Regions from separate parts of the Zea mays genome. Here region 2 is linked to region 1. The links are chromatin contacts, called in public Hi-C maps. All regions are on one chromosome and are shown on one strand. Each heading gives the region's core, a stretch centred on a gene start, on an enhancer-like site or on the middle of the called end of the contact. The rest is flanking DNA. Distances are from core to core; before and after follow the strand shown. Region 1 holds the start of LOC100283447. Region 2 holds the start of LOC100381563 (Uncharacterized protein family (UPF0114)).

The links. Hi-C and Micro-C count contacts between places; a contact is called where the count stands out from the background.
Region 2: a Hi-C map of ear shows a contact between it and region 1, with 2.1 times the contacts expected there. The contact joins the promoter of LOC100381563 here to the promoter of LOC100283447 in region 1. A contact is called at or near these places in 4 of 25 Hi-C or Micro-C datasets (ear, leaf, root tip and 1 more).

The regions. Positions count from the first base shown.
Region 1 is chr2:221,289,141-221,293,370 of Zm-B73-REFERENCE-NAM-5.0, forward strand. LOC100283447 reads right to left here and starts at 1,706. Exons shown (of 8, transcript NM_001156348.2): 1 at 1,487-1,706; 2 at 970-1,094; 3 at 450-510. The coding sequence starts at 1,531. It overlaps LOC100272403 (BTB/POZ and MATH domain-containing protein 2), which reads right to left. Exons shown (of 4, transcript NM_001146883.1): 4 at 2,979-3,517. The coding sequence ends at 3,342.
Region 2 is chr2:221,431,430-221,435,659 of Zm-B73-REFERENCE-NAM-5.0, forward strand. It overlaps LOC100381563 (Uncharacterized protein family (UPF0114)), which reads left to right and starts at 1,927. Exons shown (of 5, transcript NM_001174388.1): 1 at 1,927-2,270; 2 at 2,368-2,445; 3 at 2,540-2,639; 4 at 2,764-2,906; 5 at 3,063-3,658. The coding sequence starts at 2,025. The coding sequence ends at 3,284. LOC100281439 reads right to left here. Exons shown (of 7, transcript NM_001368015.1): 7 at 3,924-4,230. The coding sequence ends at 4,153.

The DNA.
Region 1 (4,230 bases), core at 456-2,955:
GGGCAAAACATCTACAAAACAGAACGGAAAGTATTTTCCATTGCCTAAGGTGGCATTCAAGTGTACAACAAACAACTAGAAGAATTCTAGGTAATAATTAACAAGAACCGTGCTATGTTTCCAATACTGTAATAAGAGAAAGCTAGAAGCTAAATTAGATCAGATTTTCTGATGCGATTGACTCCATGACATAAATTACATCCAAACAAGCAGATAACAGCAAACTGTAATATACTCTACCCCTACCTGAACTTCACCGAGTTCACTACTTTTTTTGTTGTTAGCAGCTTCTTTCAATAACTAACTAGATATAATATAAGCATTACTAGGCTTTTGACTTGATTTGGAAGGATTTTTCTTTCACATAAAAATCAAAGAGTAAACATGCATACATGACGAATTGACGAAGGTGCGGATAATAAATTCAATGATGGGATGGGAAAATTTACCCCTGGAATTGTTTGCTCGACATAGCCTGCAGTTATCAGGTTCCAAGCAAAAGGGATCGTTCTGCAGATAAAAAACAGATAGCTGAATATTCGAGACACACATTTGGTTCGGTGTTTTTTTTTCCTTTAGAGAATATTTGGTAAATTAATTGCATAGGCTAAAGCAAACCAGATGCAATGCTGAATGCAGTCTAGATCTAGACATTTAGTGGTGTGAAACCATGAGACCAACTGACCAACATGTTATTAATTTAGCACGCTGACTAATTATTGTAATTGCAATAACCCAGCAGCTTAAACCTGCATTTCAAATGGATGTTCTGGATCCACATAACAGTCAGTAGTACCAGAAGAACAAGCATTTTACCACAGAGGGTGACTAAGAAACAACTGGGCATCCAGTGGAAACCCATAACGTGGTAACTAGGAAACAGATCTAGGCAAGCTAGGAGCCAAACAGGCAACTAAAGATGTTGCTCTGGATACAGAATTCCAATACAGTGGAGATCTGAGCTTCTACCTTCCAGGGATAAGCGCGAGATAGGTGACGGCGGACGGAAACAACTGGACTACAAGGTGCACAATGAGCAATATGACGGCGAGGCCCTTGCACAGCTTTGTGTATCCCCTGAAGAAGCCTCCACTCTGCATTCGTTGGCGAGACCATATGTCATGAGAGGGAGAGAACTGATTATTTTCCATTCAAACACATGGCATCTATCTAATCGGTGGCAAAGGGCATAATGGGACATACAGTAATTTCAAACAAAATTCAGTCGCCAGACAATATCTATCCATCTAGCAAACAACAAATCGGTTAGTCTGTGGATAGCAGCACGCGCGAACACGTTGGGGCCGATTCAATCTTAGATATGGCAGATAGTATCAGATCACGAGGTGTCCTGATTCATGGCGCCCGCCCTAAACAAACAGGCTACTCCCAGATCTAGATAGAGATGGGAGAGGTGTACCCAGAGGGACGAGAGAGATGAGAGAGGTGTACCCCGGCGGGAAGGAAGAGATGGAGAGAGGTGTACCCCGGCAGGAAGCGAGGGCGGCGGAGGCGAGCTACCGCTCATCATAGTGGCGGCCGCCGCCCGGCGAGATCCGCCGCGCTGCTGGGTTTCTTGCTCGGGATCGCCGCGGAAGGAATTAGCGGAGTGCAGAGCAAGCAAAGCAGTGGGGGTCGGAACTCGGAAGTCAGGGTGCGTTTGGACAGAGCAGCTGAGGTGTGTTTGGTTCACAACCAGATTCAGTGCAAAAAACATCGTAATAGATTCTTAAAAATCTACATATATTTCTATAGTTTGATTAATCACCTCTCACCAGATTTTTTTAGATTTATGCCATCCTTGCCGCAAGCTATCATACTCTTACAGTTGACAGTTGTTTAACTAAATATATTTTAGCTTTTCCAAAATCATCAACTCTCAATAGCTTTTTTATATAGATAAAATTAGATTTTTAAGAATCTATAGGTGAACCAAACATATTCTAAATAGGTTTCTTCTATCTCCTTGTATAACTTAGCTTAAAGCATGATAAGGACTAACTTTTAATTCTGTTTTAAATGCTAGTTAAAAGTATTTAGTATAATTTAATTATAGAACCAATTATGTAGATAGAAATTAAATGGTCAAACGAGTCTATAAACATAATTAGTTCACGCATATCATGATATGATGCTAAAACAAACATTTGTTAGTTATGGATTAATTAAGTTTAATAAATTTATCTCGTCGTTAACATAATTAGTTCATGATTCGCGCATATCAGCATATCATGATATGATGCTACAACAAACATTTGTTAGTTATGGATTAATTAAGTTTAATAAATTTATTTCGTCATTTAATCTTTATATATGTATTTAGTTTTATAGTTAGATTATATTTAATACACGTAAGTGACATTTAAACATCCTATATAATATGAACTAAACTTTAATCAGGTAACCGAACATACCCTCACAGTCTTGCTTAGTTCCAGCGGCAATCTCTTCTAGTCTAGAATAACTAGTTCAAAGAGAAGAAACCACGAAGGTTTGATATGCAATGTCGAAGTGAATAAGAGATTTATGAATGTATAATCCATCCTCTCTAATATAGTTGATGTTTTTTCATTTGAACATAAAATTTTAAAATAAAAGTAAAAAAAATATAGTATATAGAAAATAGAGATGCATTGGTAAAAGAAAAAAAGATATAAGAGAAAAATATATTGTAAAATAAGAACATATGATATTTAAATCATATATCACCATTTTAGAACTACAACCTTAACTATTTAGAACAATTTTAGAACAGAATACCTATAACATCAACTATTCTATAACGAAGTAGCTAAAGTGCCGGTCCTTCTGCCACCAGCCGTTTAATCAATATAATAAGTAACAAATAATTTCCTGTCACGAATCAAACGGGCATTTCACAAAGTTAAAAGGCAATAATCAAACGGTTACTTCACACAGGTAAAAGGTATTTGAGATTTAAGGGTAGGACAGATGAACGGATCAGTATGAAAGTGAATGTTCAACGGATACATTTCATTTCAATTGAATACAGTCAATACAGATGACCATGAATCGACAAATCTGGCCTAGCGAAAGGTAAAACTTCTGCAGAACATATTGATCAAACCTTTGCACCAGACCATCCTTGGCATATGATGAAAAGCTGCTTTGCAGCAGCAACGCAGTCTAGTCAGTAGGATGTATATCAGTCCCTCTACAGTAGCAGCAATGGGGCTGGGGAAATCACAACACACACAAACCAACGCTACAACATGCATGATTATGGCACCACAGAAGGCGCCCGTCATTGGAATCACTTTACAACAACAACAAAAAAAAAAGACAAGGAACTCCCTCTTCTAGGCTCATCTGGGCAGCCGTTAGATCCTTGGTTTCACGCGTCGTCCATTGGCATCTCCACCATCAAGGACTTCAGTTGAATACAGGCAGGGGCTCACGGAGTGCTCTCCTATCTTGGCCACATATTCAAGAAGCTCGGTCAGGAGGGATGGACAGCTTTGCTGCAAATAATCAAACCCATCGGTTTGCATGACAGCTGCAAAGAAAAAAAACATGGTTAAGAAGATGCTGATATATGAAACCAGCATATAGGTGATTTGAAAGCACAAGACATAATAATGATACTGAAACACATGATACAGATACAGAATAAACGGTTCTATAAGTATCATATTTTGCAGCTAGCATTCCACATCAGTTACTACCCAGCAAAAATAAGCAATAAACAGTTATGAGTTATGACTAACGAAATGTTTTTTGACAAGCTTTTTGCTCGTTCCTCAAATTGTCTTAAGATAAACTGTTCACGCATTTTTCAAAAGAACCCACATGTTTCATGTTTAAAAAAACACCATGAAATTTACGAACCGGTGAACAAAGTTCTAAAACTAAGAAGAAACAGTTAGCAGAATTTAAACTCTAACAAATTATAAACAGAACTTCACTACTCATTACAACTGTGATGCATGACCATCATATCTATGCATTTATCAGAATCAAATTAAGAAGAAATTGAAGTGTTCCAGTATAACTCAAGCTAAAATGCACAGAATCGAACCAGGAAATTTATGTCTCGTAGGCCTCTCAACTATACAAGTTTTAAGCCTTACAATAGTGTTCAAAGACCAGTGCAGATAAGTATAGTTGCAGTTTTTCAGCAAATGGATAAGTCTGGCTAATCATAAAACTAAATAACTAGAGCAGGTACATACTCAATTTGACCTTCTAGAGCCAACCGTTTATATTAGT
Region 2 (4,230 bases), core at 677-3,176, 140 kb after region 1:
AATAATACCACCGAGTAGCAATTTTTAACACGAGAATTACCTGACCCGAATTTTTCGCATAACCTGAGTACATAAGTTATGGTTGTTCAACGTCTTTCAAAATATTCACACACTACTTATCTAGTACATTTTTTTCAATATAACTTGTTCTAATCAAATTTCTCAATATGAAAATTTGTTCATAGTACATAGAAAAACTATGGGCACACTAGTAAAGAAAGAAAGAAAAGTGAGAAAATAAAATTGGATGCAAAAAAAAAAAAAAAAAAGAAAAGGTAAGAAAAATAAACGAGTGTCAGTCTATGGTCATGGCAAAAGGGATGTTTATTGATATGTGTTCATCCCGAAAGGATGAAAATCATATATAGATATTTCGTATCGGAGTCTAACTATTTAATTTTCGACTGTAGCTGAATTCAATAACCAAAATCTATTTTTTTGATATGTTAGGACAGATATCAGTATTTGAATAATATATATTCGATTTCAAAATTCGAGAGAAAAAAAATAGGATACGAAACGATCCTATGGCACGTAATGCAGTAACTCGTGTATCAGGTCCGGTTTCGTCCCTAGCTGCGGGTTCTATGTCAGCGGGACCGCATAGGCATGGCAAACATGTGATGCATTTTGCACCGCCGCGGCTCTGGTCTCTGCATGTGCATGCATTTGCTGGCCCAAACCATCGCACGGCGATTTTCGTCTCCTCCTCCTCCTCTTCTGATCTGATCATCTCGCTCTCGTCCAGTCCAGAGTCCAGACTAGTCCGGACCCGACCCGCCGGCGACACGCTCAGACTCAGAGACAGACAAAATAGTCAATCTACGGCGGCAAGCTGCGCACCGTTCCTCTCCGATCCAATGGAACGCCGCACACGCGCTCTCCGGCCGGCACCATCTCCAAGCAGCAGAGCAGTACAGGCTATAGATGTCCAAACAGTGCGGGCCGCCCGTTTGGCTCGTGGCACGGCACGAATTTAGCCCGGTCCAAACACGGCCCGGCACGGTCGGTTACGGGCCCGGGCCGGGTATGGGCACATATGGCGGCCCGCGTGCTTTGGTCCGGCCCGGCCCGATAAATGGGTCGGCCCGACGGCGGCCCGCATATTTATGTAAATATTAAATATGTAAATACATTTAATTCTCTCATAGTATGTAAATACTAAATACGCGGCCAAACATATATAAAATGCATACATAAATATAAAATGCATACATAAATATTTTATTGTCTTAATATATATAAATAATATGTTATTATATATGATTAATTCTGTTAAATATATGTATTTATATACCGTTCTACTGTTGGTTCGGGCCAGTGCCCGGCCCGGTCCGTTGAGGCCCACCGGGCCACCGGGCCGGCCCGGCACGATTTTTCCCTGTGCGTGCCGGGTTTGGACATGTCCCTAGGCACGTGGGCCAGCCCGACCCGGCCCGAAGCATCAACGGGCCGTGCCTGGCCCGACCCTATTCGTACCGTGCCGAAACGGGTTCGGGTCGGGTCCGTGCCGGGTGGCCCGTTTGGACATCTATAGTACAGGCTAGCGATCCGCCTCTTCCCGCAACGTGTGGGTTTGAGCAGCTACCCCACTCCAGTTCCAGTACACCGTCGTGTCGTGCTCGACGGCGCCGGTGCTCGTGCTCCACGCGCTGCTGGAACTGGAACAATTGTTCGGTTAGCTCTCAATCCATGTGAATTGAGCGGGATTGGATGCGTTTGAATCCCAAACAACTTAAACTTCTTCACAATTTTTTTCAATCTCCATCTAATCCATGTGTATTGGGAATAACCGAACAAGCCCCAACAGTGCCACTGTGGCAGTTACGGGGAAACATCCGACAGCGACGATGCGCGAGGCCAGTACCAGATATGTCCCCGTCCCGCCACACGCCTTCTGCCCACCTCTCCTCCTTCGGGTCGTCGCTCCACTCCAGTCCAAGTCCTAGCCCGCCAGGAAGCCGGAGCATCGCGCCTGCACCGCACGCCCACAGGCCCACAGCAAGCACCAAACAAGCCAAACGATGGCGCTCCTGGTGCTGCGCGCGCCTGCAGCCGTCCACGCGGCCTCCCGGCTGCTCCCTCCGCAGCCGCGGCGGCGGCGGCGGCTCGTGGCCGTCGCCTCGGCGGCGTCCTCCGCGCCGTCCGGCGAGGTGTCGTCCCAGCACGGCGGCGGCGGCGGCGGCGGCTACGGGATCGTGGGCGGGCCCAACGGCAACGCCGTCGTGCCCGCCACCAAGTCCACCGTCGTCGAGACCACCGTCGAGAGGGTACGTGATCCTCTCTCTGTCTGACGTTCCCTCACCACCATCCATGCTCGTCTGATGACGCAGGCGGCCGCCGCCGCTGTGCCTGTGCTCGCCGCAGGTTATCTTCGATTTCCGGTTCCTGGCGCTCCTCGCAGTCGCGGGGTCACTCGCCGGCTCCCTCCTGTGCTTCCTCAATGTAAGCGATCTTGGATCTCTGCGTCCCATGTATGGCTGCTTCCGCTCCAAGGTTCATGGATCTGCTTATCTAACGTCGATCTGCTCGTGACCAGGGCTGTGTCTTCATCAAAGAGGCATACCAGGTTTACTGGTCGAGCTGCGTCAAGGGGGTCCATACGGGACAGATGGTCCTCAAAGTCGTCGAGGCCATCGGTGAGATGTGCTAATCTGTTCAGTCAATTAGCATCATCGTCGTCAGCGTTGTTGTTTCTCACTAGAACACTGTTGCTGCTTTGCGTTGCGGCGGTACACTGTTGCGCTGCACAATCCTCTGCAGATGTGTATCTTGCTGGAACGGTCATGTTGATATTTGGGATGGGTCTCTACGGTCTCTTCGTCAGCAACGCTTCCGCGGGTGTTGGTTCTGAATCCGACCGTGCCCTGAGCGGATCGTCGCTGTTCGGGATGTTCGCTTTGAAGGTAACCGTCAGAATTTGAAATCTCCATCATTTTTTATATACCTTTTGAAGTAAGGAAGCCATATTATTCTGTTTGCTTACATTGGACTCGCACACGCATGTATCATGTCTGAGAACTGCACTCATCGTTTCTACTGATTAATTCTTGTTCATGCAGGAACGCCCCAAGTGGATGAAGATCACCTCCCTCGACGAGCTGAAGACAATAGTGGGGCACGTCATCGTGATGATCCTGCTGGTGAAGATGTTCGAGAGGAGCAAGATGGTGACAATCGCCACGGGGCTGGACCTCCTCAGCTACTCGATCTGCATCTTCTTGTCGTCGGCCTCTCTCTACATCCTGCATAACCTCCACAAGGGCGACGACCATGAGGAGTGAGGAGAGTGTGCAATATAATGCCGAATCTGTAACTCTATGACAGAAGAGATAATGGTTAGGCTTGGGTTCAGCTGCCATGTACCTTCCTGGACCCACGTTTCAGTGAGCATGGGTGTCACCTGACCTGACATGCCCTTTCAAAGCCTGGTCCTGAACTCAGACCACCATCTGTTTTACTATATGGTCTGTATAGTATGGTTTTATTTCGTAGTGATTGAGGAGAATTTCATTTTTCTTCCCCCTCTTGTTTCAATGGACTGTAAGACTTCTAAGAGACCTACTGGGCTACTGGCGCCTATTGCTTTGGTTGGTGTGGTTAACTGACGGTACTGTGGTGTATTCGAAAGAAAAGAAAATAACTGATGATGGTGTCCAGTACTAGATTTTTAAGGTACACACGGTGTAACTTGTCTATCTGATACAGAAGTTGTTTGAGGTAGTACCTTCTTAGAGCCTGTTGCTTCTAATACAAGCCTTGTCAGCGTTCCTGTAAGCCTAGAAAATAACTGATGGTGTTCAGTACTATATTTGCACCTAAACTTTGCTTACACAACAGTGGTTCTCTCTATATAAAATCAGTTCTTTTTTATAGCACACTTCTCTAGTGATAGCTCATTCATTTCATCACTGTAAAGATTTGCTTAAAGATCCGTTTGATTCCATCTTCATTCGTGTACAGATTGCTCTGTGTATGACTGCATTTTTGCATGGTTTTCTGCAAGGTACGGTGGGTGCGTGCGTATGTTTCTATCTCAGACTTTGTCTGTCGTACTGGATCAAATGGATGCATGGGGGTACATGCTGTTGCACAGCGCTCTCTTCTCTTGTGTGCTGCGTGCTGCGTGCTGCTTCCAAACGCTAGCTACGCTTAACCCGACTCGCATGTTTCGCAGTCGGGGAGCGCCTTGCCCGCGAGGAAGCCCTGGACAAGCACGAGCGCTCGCTT